2 separate regions of the Rattus norvegicus genome follow, and region 1 is linked to region 2. A link is a contact called in public Hi-C data. All regions are on one chromosome and are shown on one strand. The core of a region is the stretch at or near the end of the contact, and the rest is flanking DNA. Distances in the headings are between cores, read along the strand shown. Region 1 has its middle 23 kb from the start of Rpl37al2. Region 2 has its middle 72 kb from the start of Bcor.

Region 1 (6,763 bases), core at 1,993-4,492, 150 kb after region 2:
AATAACTTAGTTTGTCAAAGCACTTGCCTAGGATGCTTGATGTCCCTGGGTTCCATATATCTATTGCTAGCTCCCCCCCCAAGGGGTGGGGTTGGGAAGCTGGGTTAGGCATGAATGAAGAAATGAAGTCATATATTCTGTATTCTTCTGAAGTCACATATGTAGCAGTTTTCAAACAATAGCCCTGACTTCTCTGACACACTTCCCTTTGTGGGAAGGGCTTGCTTCCTTTCCCTTTCAATCTGGCCTCTGTGACTGCTTAAGCAATATATTATTGCACAAATGACACCACCATAGGGTGCTCTTTCCGTAAATCTTTCTCTGTGTGTGTGTGTGTGTGTGTGTGTGTGTACTCGCGCGCGTGCGCATGCGCATGAGATCATGCGTGTGAATGCAGGCAGGCACTATGGAGCTTTAGAGGACACCTCTGGTGTCGGTCCTCACCTCCTCCTACCCTGTTTGAGACAGGGTCTCTGTTTACCTTTGTTCAGCATCTTCGTCTCCATCTTGCGTTTCATTGTAGAAATGTCGGGACTACAAAATCATGCAGGGTACCTCCTGGCTCTTCTGGGGTATGGACTGAGGCTCTTGAGTCAGAGCCTCATGCTTGTGTGGCAGCCCCCTCCCCCTTGAGAGAGAGTTCTGCTGTGGGTCCCAGACTGGCCTTGAGGTTGGGTCCTCCCTCATTTTGCAGGGCTGCCACACCTGGCTTAGGACTTGCTTAATGCAGGTGAGTGGGCCCATGAGCATTTATAGATCTAAACTGCTACTCAAAGAAAGAGGCCAAAATGGCTTTGGGGAATCTTTAAGCTGGGAAAACTCCTCTGAATCTGCTTCTAGGCTTAGGCTTTAAGTAACTGGCAGCTTCCATTTCCTCTCTCTTGGGATGCTCTGCTCTTGGCACACAGCCACCATGCTGTAAGGAAGCCCAAGCCACCCCGTGGTGCAGCCCACATGGAGGAGAAGCACAGCCAGCTTGGCCTTGCCAGCTCTGGGTGTGCACCATCCTGAAAGTGGATCTCAGCGGAGCTACCGTGACCCACACAACACACAGCATGGTCAGGCCCCACACTAGATTTTTGAGCCAAATAAATGACCACTAACCCCAGGGTAGCTTAGCTTAGTAATAAGTAACAAGGTAACTCAGACATAGCAGACTGCACAAATCTTAAATGTTCTTTTTATATGTTTATAAAACCATGTAATTGCTAACTAGGTTGCATAGAGAAGGTCTGCATCTCTCTAAGACAGTTCTCTAGATAAATAGTACCTGAACTCTGAGTCTACTGCCTAACATTTATTATTATTTTTTTTTCAGAGATGTTTCCAAACTTAACTGAATGAAAAATACTCTCTTCAGCATCCTTGGATGAAGTCAGCACTGGCTCTGGTGTGTAGGCCAGGAGAGTGGAAGGTCGGTGGAAGACAAGCAGACTTCAATCTGTAAGCACTGGGAAGTAGGCTGGCAGGAAAAAACTGATCTGCTCTTAAATCTGTCAGCAAAGTCGCCTTGTAAAAACCAAGCGCAAGAGCCAAGCACAAGAGCGTGGGGTGCTCTCTTAGTACCTGTGATCTACCTGTGGTCAGTAGCACCCCGAGGCCTAACTTGTCCCCATCCCAAACAACAGAGGCCGGTAGAGGCTTCGGGGGTGGGGTGGGGTGAATCTTGAAACTGGGTGGAGAGAGGACCCCTCCCTCTCTTCCCAATCTGGTTCACCAATTGCTTTATTCCAAACTGTGCGCTGATTTCCATTAATCACACTTGGCCCTAATTACCCTGGAGCAACCATTCTTCCCCTGGCCTGGAGCTGGAATTTTAAGGGGCGACTGACAAAGCAGGTCCGGGGGTCCGAACAATAGTGGTAGCTTCAGGAAAAGGCTGGTGAGGTGTCATCCATCCCCAGTCCTTTCCTTCTAGACTGTGGAAGTTCCAGGCCTGCTGGTGATCTCCCCAGGTAGGAACCCGAGTTCCTCCACTAAATAGATTTTCCTTTTGTTGTCACATTAATTTGCAACTCATTAATAGTGACAGAAGTGAGGTACTGCAACGATGTCATTTGCATATTCATGAGTGACTTATTATTAAACAAATAAGATTTTCCTATCTTCGCAGCACCCAAAGTAAGGCTGAACAGTACATTACACCGGCCCCGTGCTTTATTCTCTCTTTAATATGTTAATAGATGCAGTTGATTTCTTTAAGTAAATACGCATCTATAAAACAACACGTACTTTATAAAAAAGAAATTTAAATAATAATCCATTAGCAAAGTTGGCAACAATTTAAGAGGAACAACCCATTAATACTAACGCGTGGGAATCAATTTTTAACTCGGGTGGTGGGTTGGGACGATTGAGGGGGAGGACCTGCAAGTGTTGTGTGAGCTTCAAAAAAAAAAAACAAAAAACATTTTAGTGAGTTTCAGGAGACAAGGACTGAGATCCTTTACATCTTTCGGGCGCCGGCTCCCGGTAGGTGGAAAGCTGTCCGAGTCTTCACCTCCACATCTGCGTTTTCCCTGCGTCCTCTGAGATCCGAGCAGTGGGCTGACATCTAGCACGTGGCTTTTCACCGGGCCCCTAGGCTGCCCTAGCAGCACAGGGTTAAGCGGGGTGGGGGTGGGGCAAGGCCTGGCGTCCAGGAGCTTCTCCCACCCTGGCCGAGGCTGGGGCTCTCCCCCTCCTGTCCTCCATCCCCGGGCACCGGCTTCATCACAGCCGATTCTTTCCAGCTGGGGTCAGGGTGGCCTCCCCCCGCGGTGTCGCGGAGCTCAGGGCCAACCGCGCACTCTTATCTCGGCCGAGTCAGACACTCGCCGCGCGGAATCTGTTGACATTTACTATTGTTCGCAGGAGTCCCGAGCGCCGGGCGGGAGCGGGAGGGGCGAGGCGAGGGAGGGCGGCAAGTGTGAGGCCAGCGCTCCACGTGTGTGTGCGCGCGCGCGTGCTCGCCGAGGAGGTGGGGAGGGCCGTCTTCTTGGAAAATAAAAGTGGCCGGCGGGCCCGGAAGCTTCCAAGCCGGCTGAGCAGCCCACGCCGGGAATTGAAGTGGTGGCGCGCGGGGGTGGGGTGGGGGGAGGTGGGTGCAGGAAGGAAGACCGGGCAGCGGGCCGTGGGCACCGCGGGGGAGGGGTGGGGACGGCTCCAGCCGCACGGCCCCCAGTGACCCACAGGACACAAGTGCATTTGTGCCTAGCCGTGGTAGGGATTAAAGTGCCATACGGCCCGAGCGAGGGGGGTGAGGCGGGTAGAAAACAACCCGCGCGCACAAAGCGCGCATTGTTCCAGCCACCTCCATTATGCCGCGCTGCAGCCAAGAGCCTGTTTCGCAACTGCCGTCCCGGCGATCGGGCGCGCGCGCGCGTACACACACACACACACACACACACACACACACACACACACACACACACACACACACACACACACACACACACACACACACACACACACAATCTACCTCCCTGGCCAAGGCACTGAGTGCGTGACTGGAAAGGGCTGCCGGGGCAGGGCTGTGAGTAATGGGGACTCGCGGGTATCTTGAAGAGCTCGGTTGAGCTCTTTAAGGGTTTTCGTCCTCGTCTTCTCGGCACTTTTCGTTTTTCTGGCTCCTGCCCCGAGCGCACCCCGGAGCGAGGAACTTCCCCTGGGGAGGAGGCGACGGCGGGGGTGTGAAGTGGAGAGGGCGCGCTCTCAACCGCTGTCACCCGCGGATCGCAGCCCCAGGCGCACAGCGCTTGCTTGCTCTGCTGAAGACACGTGCGCAGAAGGAACGGGGACAGCATCCTTGCTTTCCAAGGAGAGGCTCCCGGAGCACCCACTCCAAGGCTTCCTGGCACTCGGGGACTTCCCCGTGTCGGGAGCGGAAGCTGTGGAATCCCGCACAGCGCTGCTTGGCCTGCTGGTGCGTGCCTGCCAAGTGGGCCAGCTCAGTCTTCTTTACACTAACCACGCAGGGCCCAGGCCCTGGCCTCCACCCGCTGTGGCATTAAGCTCCCCGTTTAGGCACACTGAGAGGGAATTTAAGCCTTGGCAGCATCAGAAGGTTCCGTCTTTAGGTGCAGAGTAGGGGGAGGATTAGAAGCCACCCCACTTTCCAGAACCCTTGCTGAGCCCTCTTGTAGGCAGGTGGGGACCGAAGGCGCTCAGGCTCCGCAAGCTAGCGAAGTCTGGTTTCCTTTACGTTTTACAAGCTATAAATAAACTTCCCCTTGGGCGGATGAGCGCTGCGTCCAAGGGCGGCTTCTCGCCGAATCCGGCGGGCGGTTTACGATCTGGGCCAGGAGCTGGTCTTAACGCGGCCTGAGCCCAGGGTGGGGCGATGGCTCAGGGAAAGCTCAGAGGTCGTCCAGGAGTGGTCGAATGACCCTCCTCTTCCCCGCCGGGCTGAGGCGCCTCAGCTTTGAGGCCTGGGGGTGGAGCTGGTTGATTTATGAGCCGTCACCCCACCCCGCCCCTCCCGTTTCACTTGTTTTCCTCATCTTCTCTAGCTCTAGCCATGTTCCCAAAGCCTCACCCCGCAACCATGCCCAGTGAGGATTTGGCAACATCGGGCGGCTAGAGCACTGGCCGGGGGCCCCGGGCGAGCAACGGGGTGCAAAGGGTACGAGTGAAGCCTTTGGTGTTTTTTCACCCCCCTGTACCTTAGGCAGCCTAGCAGGACAAAGCTGGGTGGCCAAAGCCTGAGAGGCTGAGATGAAGGGCTGGCCTCTAGGGGTGGGGCAATCCCAAGCCTTTGGGGTAGATTCCTGACTTTCTCAAGGTCATCGGGCTGGGGGACTAGGACCATTGGCTCATACCAGAGCAGTAGCCAGGGCACCAGTTAACACCTTGCCAAAGGTCTTCATATCACCTCATCTTTAAGGCTGTTACGTTTCCTAAGGAGGTAGAGACGCAGCAGCCATAAAAGACAGGGCAAGGAAGCCACCCTGGGTCCCAAGACTGCTTTTCGTCGAGCGAGTGCAGGTTTGCTCTGCTCTGATGCTCGCACTGTCTAAGTAGGAGGCCTGGCCTTCAACACACAGGTAGACGGTGTGTGGATGTGGGCCTAGGCCGGAAGTGGAGTGGAGGTGACTCAGGTAGTTGGCTACCTTCTTTCCATCTGAGATTTAGGAGAGGTGAGTTGGGCAAACACAAGTGAAGGTCCTCTTTAGCCTGGGACAGCATTGCCCCTTTGCCCTCTGTAGCTGGTGGCAGAGGGATTCCTGGTGGCATTAATCTCAGGGCTGGATCCTAACCTTGATCTCCGGGGACACCTTCCTCCTCCTCCTCCCCATTCTCAAGGTCCAAAGTCACAGGGTACTGGCGCCCCACCACCACCACATACATGGATTTGGGGAAAGTCAGGGGTCTAAAGAAGGGGACCTTTGGCAAGGTCTCCATTGTTTGGGGGTGGGGGCTGGGAAGCTGACTCACTCCGAGCACAGAGCAATGCAGAGTGTTTTCTCGGCAGCCTTTACCCGAGTGCTTTATTTAGACAGGCTTTATTTACAGTACACATGTTTTCAGCTCGTTAATCTGGAGGCGGGAATGGAAACTGGGCAGAGCTTTTCTCCCCCGTGAGCGTCCGCCTTTAGAAGGGGTTGAGGATCCGGAGCAGCCTCGAAGGATTCCGTTCTTGATTGTCTCCCGTGTTCCTCAGTAAGATCATATGTAAGAAAACTGAATGGAGCAGAAGAGGGTGCTGGGAGACCCACAGCGAGCCAACCCTCCCACAGTACTCTCTTACAGATGCAGGACACCAGGAGGGAAGTGAGACATCCCCATGACCACTTGACAAGAGTTCAGAGTGGGCAGGACAATAGAAGGTCACAGGGCCAACAATCAGTTTAGTGTGAGAAATCTGAAGTCAGTCTGTTTGTAGAGCTTCTTCATATGGTTTGGACCTCCGGAGTTCCCTGGCCTTGATCTCCTTTGGTTCTGTTAGTAGTCTTGTGGCTGCTCCAGCTGGAGAGCCTCTAGTTGCCAGCCTGCAGTCAAGACGGATTTTTGGCAGCCTCTCAGTAAGTGGGGTGGTCCAGTTAGGGACTGCAGGAAATTGTCTGAGCTAGATTATTTTACAAAACCTTTGGGGGGGGAGGGGCTACGGTCGACTTCAAGCTGGCAATGTTAAGCCAAACAAAAGTTAACGCGTTCTCTCTTCTGACTTTTAAGTCAGAGAAAAGGTGGGGGTAGTGCTCTTTAGAGGAAACAAATTTAATGACTTTCCCTCTTATTTTTCTCCACATCCTTCTCCCTGGTGTTTACAGAGTTCACTACTCTCTGGGATTGGGGTGGTAGAAAGACCCCTGCCCCAGAGTTCCCTTTTTGAGGGGAGCTGCAGCTGACTCGGTATCAGGTGGTTGCGGAGTCCTAAACCCAAAGCTGTTAGCTTCTGATTACTGCTTAGAGTTAACTGCAGCCTATGGGGAGCGAACGGTCCCGGAAACTGCGGGGACACTTAAAGCAGATGCCAGAGGCCTCTTTCCAGATCTGTCCCTAGGAGGTGAAGGGCCTAAATTCTTTCTGCATTTCTAACCCCTCCCCCTTCTTTAGTTTCTGGCTGCAAAATCTGAACTGCTTCTGAGGTTTGCAGTGTTTCCCTCCTTCAATCCCGCACCCCTTGCTTCTTACCCTGGGCTTTGGTGTGACCCCCATTCTCATATTTAGGCTGCTGTAGTGTAGAGAAGCTCTGCAGGGCAAAACCAAACTGTGGCCACTCAGAGGAGGAGGCTTGACCTTTGCACGGAGGAGGCAGATTCACAGCCTGAAGCTCTGCAGGGAG
Region 2 (6,842 bases), core at 35-2,534:
TTTCAGAGGTGACCCAGGCTCTCAGGAGCAAACCTTAGAAGTGTCTGTGTTCTTTGTCTTGAGCGGGGCTGGCAGCCTGGCACTCACAGCTCAGATAAGGATCGACTAAGAGCCACAGCCCATCGCCAGCATTTTTAAGTGATTAGTCTACCGCCGGTAGCCACTTATGAGAAATGTCTTGTCTTTGAGAAAGAAAAAAAGCAGCCTTGTGTTATGAATTGTATTGGACCCTTTAGGCCCGTCTTTGCTGCCTGCACCTATCTCCCTACGGTGCCAGACATAGTAAGGAGAATCTTTCCTAAATTGGAATCTGGCCAATCCTGTTCACATGAACATTGTTTAGATTCAGGTGTCAGTAGAGTGTAGTCCGCTAATGACCGAGGACTTGCCTTTCACCCAGCCTCTCTAAGAACAAGGTAGCCTTGAAAAATCACCTAGAAAGAAGTATTCTGAAAGACCCCTGCTGTGTCCTTCAAGACCTCGCCGAGAGTGTAAAGGGGGTGGGCCTGATCCCTGGCCAAAACTTGACAGTAATCCAAACTAAATGAATGCCCTTAGAGAGCGCCGTCCCAGGGCTTGCAATCCTAGCACTGGAGCAGAGAATTGCCTTCAACCCACCTGGGATCCAGAGTGAGACACTGGGGGAAGTCACTCTTCCACATCACCGAGTTAGGCCTTTAAGGTTAAGGAGTCAAGGGATAGTTTGAGGACATTTTGCTTTAACTATCTTTTGGACCAAACCAACAGACCTGGGGGAACTTTAAGGTGTGTGTGTGGGGGGAAGTCCTTACCCCCCTCCTTACTCATAGGAAGGGAATACAATACCTAGCAAGCAGATGTGGCACTGGAGTGTTTTACACACTGGAAGCATATTCTTCTCAGTTATGGCGTGGACACTGAGGCTGCTTTTCCTTTTCTTTCACTGGCCTTCAGAACTGTTAAGCAGCTTGCCCAGAGCCCTAACGTTCCAAATAGACTGTGGATTGACTAGAAAGAGGACTGTGTGGCCTCTCCCACGCTGTAGCCTATGCGATTTATTTAAGGCGGTTTTTCTAAGGGACTGGCTAGATCCCAACCCTCCAAAGAAAAATGTGGTTTGAGATGCCCAATATCTTTGGCTGGTTTCTGTTCTGTTTTGTTTTGTTTTGCAAAGGAAGACTCCATACTAAGGTAACAGAATGTACGGTGACTCTGCAGCACAGAAAGAGCCAAGGGAGGCAGTGCAAAAGGCCCCTAGCCCACCTAGCCGCATAGCATCCGGCAGTCACGTCCGCCGGAGGTGACTAGGGCCTGGAGGTAGCCGATTGCTTAGGAACTCCTTATCGCCTATCTTCAGTGGTCCTGTGTGGCTTAGGTAAACGGCCACCCGCGGTGGTGACTGGTTCGTGCAGGTCCCCAGTCTCCTTGCGCGCCCCTAGGCTCCTCTGGTGGATCTGGCTAGTTGCCTAGTGGCGCCTCCAGAAGCTCCCGGCTTCTCTCCACTTGAGGCGCCAACCCTGGGATAAGCTCCCCTGCTTGGGGCTGGAGAGCCCAGTTCATCAATCTAAATTGGGATGGCTGGATCCGGTTGTTCGCCCTCAACCCAGCCCGATTACCACCAGCTCCCTATTCCCCCAAGCGCGCGCACAAACACGCTTCGCAAGCGCGCTCCAGGCCTTCACTTTCCCTTCCTCTTCCTGGCTCGCTCTGGTGCTTCGAAAGCTCGCGGCGATTGTTTGCTTCGAAGAGTCCAGGTGGGGAAGGCTGTGCCCTTCCCCCTAGCCCGCATTTGTGCACTCGCTGCTAAAGCCTGGGGCGCACAGCCAGGCCTGTGGACTCCCGTGTCCCCCGAGAAGTGGCAGCTGCTGGAGAGGATCTATTCTATCCGCGCTTCGGAGTGACACTGGAGTAAAAATAGGAGACCTGGCCAGTAGTGCCTGTGCCTGAATTTGGGATTGGGAGAGTAAATCCTATCTCCTACGAGGTCTGCCTGCCCCCCCAAGCCCCCCCGCACAGCTTATCCCTACGTGCTCCGGAGAGGCTGAGCGGCCTAGGCGCGCTTGGGGGCTTAGTGGTTGTGGGAGCCCTGGGGGGGGGGGGCTGTCCAGGCAAGGGAGAGAGCACAGGAGCTCTGGCTCCTCGAAGCAGAACACCTTTCTTGGAACCTTGAACCCCAGGGGAGCCGCTGCCATCTTCGAGTGACGGGTAGCGAGCTGCTGGTGGTTCTTTCAGGCTCCTTCCCGGGTAGCACCTCTTTTGCTTCCCACAGAAAAGATAAATCCGGGCCCGAGCCCGGGTGGGGGACTGGCTCACGGAACTGTGCTTTCAACTTTGCCTACCAAGGTCACTGTTGTCCCAGAGTGTGTCCCTCCTCTCCTGGCCACACCTCACTGGGGTTGAAGGGCCTGTCTCCGTGCTCCTTGGCTCAAAATCTCGAGTTTCATGGATAGAGGGGACATATTGCCAACGTCACTAAGACCCCCCCCCACGAAGTCCCATAAGGATAACCTAAACACAGGATTCCCACACCGTGGACTAATCCTTCCTCGCCTCCTGGGATTAACTGGACTCACAGGTCCATAAAACACTTCCGTTGGGGCCAGAGGGTCTGTCTGCAGAAACACTTTAAAATAGTCCTCCGTGGCCGGAGTCGGAATGGACACAGACAATCCTAAGACTGTGAAGGGAAATCATCTGAAGCGGAAAAGGGTAGGCAGATTCCAGAAACAAAACGGTGCAGCATTTGAACCAAATGACACTGACCCTGGGTAGGATGGGTAATCAACGGGAGCAGACCGGCCGCACCTGGCTTCTGACCTCTCACTCGAACGGTGAAGACAAACACTTTGAAATTTAGGGGCTGGTAGAGGCAGCCTCCTCATCTGTAAGTGGGAATTAACACTACCTCTGTCCACCTTAGGTAGGTTTAAGAGGCTGGAAGTGTTAAAGTGCTTTGCAAATGCAGCTTGGCCTGTCCATTTCACGGTGGTCAGGGTCTCTCCCACACATGGAAAACACCAGTGCTTTGTTAATTAAGACAGTAGAACTAAGCCCGCCCCCAAAGGATAAGGAAGATAGTCAATCCAAAAGCACGTTCATATTACGAATCCTTCCCCCTTTTACATCACTTCAAATTAAGTTTCTGAGGAATGGGAGAATCTTTGGAATGTTCTAAGAAAATTCACCATCAAAATTCAAGGTTAATGAGAACAAAAAGGGTCTTTTAAAATGGATTCAACCACATTTTAAGACGAAAACCGGAAGAATATAAATTCAAAGTAGCTTCCTGGCCTTGTCCCCTAATGTGGGTCTGGAGAGCAGATGGTGGTAGATAGCCCACCCACCACACACACACACACACACACACACACACACACACACACACACACTCTCACACCCTAGGTCCTGGAATTTGAACAGCTAGGTGATGTAGGTGGGCTGAGCGAAGACCAGGAAGCAAGGCTTTGACTTGGCTTAAAATGAATATGAAAGGAAAGACTTAGGCCTGCTGGTGTTTCCTGAAGGCCTAGAGCTACTCAAAATGAGGAGGTGAGGGGTGCCCTGTAATCTTCCCTGGAGGATTCAAGCAACCCTACTGGCCCGGGGTGGTGGCCAGGTGCAAAAGGGATAAAGGCCTAGGATGAGCTGTAAGCCAGCCTCTCTAATTTGGCGCGGGGTGGGGTTAGAGGTGGTGCAGTGGAGAGGCTCTGCTTGAGCTCGACAGGCCTTCCTCTCACTTCCTTGGCTACGCGGCCTCTGGCTAAGGCTAACCAGCCTCCAGCTCGCTGCCCTAAACCCTAAGCCCTTCCTGCCTGGGTGCCCACGCTGGATCTCCAGGCTTCCCCCTGCCTGGCAGCCTCGGCTCTTTCCCTTCGTGATTCATTTAACCTAGGTTCAGAAAGCCTGTTTACCTCGGCAGCCTTGGGCGACTCGGTTTACGTAAAAAGCCCCTACGCCAGCGCCGACCAGTAGGGGGGGAATTGTCTTATAGATTATTTTTCCTCCTGGTTTTTGTTTTGTTTTGTGTTTTTTAAACCAGAAGGCGAGGTTGGAGAGGGGGTGGGGAGAGGGGGTGGGGTGGCGTGTTGCTGCTGTTTTCCAGAACACTGTATTTGAAAGAGAAACAAAAGCCGTTTAGGAGGTAGCAAGGCTGTTTTTACATATAAAAAAGTGCAACGAATACCTAGGGGCCCCCAGCAGTGATAAACTAAACGCTCGGCGGATTTCAACAATTAGCAGTTAATCTGTTATCTGCGGTCACCAAACAAGTTCTAAGGCTCCGAGGGTACTGAATTCCTGTTCCAATTGATCCCGGATCTGTTGGGCACATCCAATGCCCATCGTTTCTTCCAATGCAAATCCAGTTTTGGAGAACTGGGTTTCCCAGGTTGGGGCACTGATTTGAGCCCTCATTAGATTCATTTAGGCAGTCGAAGACTACCTGCATCGCCGCTCGGACTCTCGTCCTGTCTGTTTGATTCAGAAGTGTCTATAAAGTGTTTTCACTCCCTATTTTCTCAGGCCTCTGAATTTTGCACGTAATAGGCCTCCAAAAAAAAAAATAGCAGTGTAGGACAGAAACTAAAGTGGCTCTCTGGGTTTGGAAGACAGACTGATACACAGCCTCGTCCTGGGAAGCCTATTCGGGTGCCCAGACCTCCCCTAGGGCCGCTGCAGCCTGCGTTCATCTTCGGCCTCCGCGGGCCAGGGCGGGCGGGGTAGGCCAGAAGGCACTAAGCGCCTGGAGCCTGCACGATGATAAATATTGCGCAGACAGCCCATAAATAATTTGCATTATGTTCAGCTGACAACGCAGGGCGATTAATTTTAATAGCTACATATTTGCCTGGGCTGCTGCTTTCGTAGGCCCGGTAATGAAAGGCGAGAGGCCGCCCTGGCTCCGTGCTCATGGTCCCGGAAGGCAGCCGGGAGGAATGGGAAGAAGGCCCGATGCGGTTTCTCCTCCAGGCAGTCCCCAGGGATCCCCGGTTCCTACCCCTCCCCCCCCGCCCTCTGCGCAGTGTAGAAGTGGGGTGCGCGGGAAGCCCAAGTAACCTAGAGGCCTCAAGCAACAGGAGCCACCATAATGACGCTGCAGTTTGTCTGGGTAGGGAGAGCCACTTGTGGACAGGGAGAGCATGCGGGGGGCATGCTCCCCATCCAGACCAAACCCCGAGTGAATTCGGGGGTGAGGGTCATAGGCCATTTTGGTCCTCGGGGACATGCTGGTGTTCTCCAACGCGCCTGCCTATTTGCTAGTGGATCCTTAGCTTGGCGAGGGCTTTGGTGACCTCAGGGCAGGAGCAAGGGGCAAAACAAAGCCGTGGGGTCCTTGTATCCTGTCCTCTTTTTTGGTTCAGAGTCCTCTTTGCCCATCCCGCACCCAGAGGGAAGCCCCCCGCCCCCATGCTACTGGTTGCAAAGCACCGCCCATGGAAAGGATGGAAAGAAAGGGTCCCGAGCAGCTCTTTAAAAGAGGGGGCGGGGAGGAGAACCCGACTGGGAAGGCCACAACACGGCAGCCGCCGCGGTCCCGCGGTGGCCTGGTGCGTGCGTGTGCGTGTCGATGTGTGCGTTGCGATGACAAAGCCCCGCTGCCGTCAGCAAGCTCCAGGCTGCTAAAGCGTGGGTGGGGGAGGGGAAGAGAAAGTAGTAGGGGGTGGAACCCTCGCTCACGTAGGTAGCGGGGAGCTGTAGCTTCTCTGGAGAAAGAGTTCATTCATGAGCCACAGGAGTCTCCCCGGGCCGGCCAGGTGGAGCTGGCCAAAGCCAGCACCTGTGTAGTTGCCTTTTGGAGCAAGCAAGTGCATCGATCATTACCATATTTTAATTGCCTTTCTCAAAGGTCATCTCTAATTATGGGTTGGGAGAAGGGCTGGCTAAGGGGTCTGCAACCCCTTAGTGTGTGTGTGTGTGTGTGTGTGTGTGTGTGTGTGTGTGTGTGTGTGTGTGGCCTCTGAGACAATGCTCCTAGCTCAGATAGAAATGCCATTCCGAGGGTGTCCGCGAGCGCCTGCAAGACTGTCACGACGTGCTGGATCCACGCAGACCCGGCTGCGTGCACAATAAAAGCCGAGCAGGCGGCAGAGGGCCGTGCAGACCCACGGGTTTTCTTTTTAGAAACGGTGGTGCGAAGAGACTTGACAATAATAACACGCAGCAGGATTAAATCAGGGCGGGAAGAAAATGCATTTTCGTTTCTAGGACTGAGAGGGTGTTTAACCCATCTGATCCCCCAAGAGCTTTTTTTATGCCCACATAGAGACAGGTGCGGGACACACTGTGGCTTGGGACAACCTATTTTTCATATTAATCTCTTCCCTTCTTGGTTGTCTATTACAGTGAGAGGGAACACTTTTAATGTTTATTCTTGTATTTTATAGAAAACTATACCAGACTAGCGGGAAGGGGAGAAAACCGGTTGAGGTGAAGTGGTCTTTTTTTATATATATAACTTTTCGAAAGTGTACGTTTTTCCTTAGGATGCTTCCTCCACACCCCGCCCCCTTCATTTAAAATCACTTTCAGAAACTCTTGAAGCGAAAGGCTGTACTCAGAGAAGCAGAGCAGAGGGGCCTCCGGTTCTTGGGACGGGATTGAAGCGGGTAGAAACTAGTAAAGAGCTGTCGGGTAGAGGTGGGCACCAGCCACACCGAGCTTGACTTTCTCAGAAGAGCCTGGCATTTGTGAGTCACCAGCCTGTTTCTGGGAATCCCACTTGCTGAAGCCAGAGCCTGGGTCAGGCGTCTTGGAGAGTTGGAGGGTCTTGACTGCCTCTGCTTCCTGCCTGCCCCCACACCTGGCCTCCTGGCCTCACCAGCAGCCAGCTCTGCAGGGAGGAAGGCAGAGCCAGATGACTGGTC

Evidence for each region. Hi-C and Micro-C count contacts between places; a contact is called where the count stands out from the background.
Region 1: a Hi-C map of mammary epithelial cells shows a contact between it and region 2, with 2.1 times the contacts expected there. The contact joins two enhancer-like sites. A contact is called at or near these places in 2 of 12 Hi-C or Micro-C datasets (frontal cortex and mammary epithelial cells).

Annotation. Positions count from the first base shown.
Region 1 is chrX:13,435,014-13,441,776 of GRCr8, forward strand. No RefSeq gene overlaps it. Among named protein-coding and RNA genes, the nearest start is that of Rpl37al2, 23 kb to the right of the region's middle. Within about 2 kb of position 3,243, at least 46 of the 93 cell types and tissues checked have an H3K27ac peak or open chromatin away from gene starts, as enhancers often do.
Region 2 is chrX:13,285,242-13,292,083 of GRCr8, forward strand. It overlaps a transcript of Bcor not described here. Among named protein-coding and RNA genes, the nearest start is that of Bcor, 72 kb to the right of the region's middle. Within about 2 kb of position 1,285, at least 5 of the 93 cell types and tissues checked have an H3K27ac peak or open chromatin away from gene starts, as enhancers often do.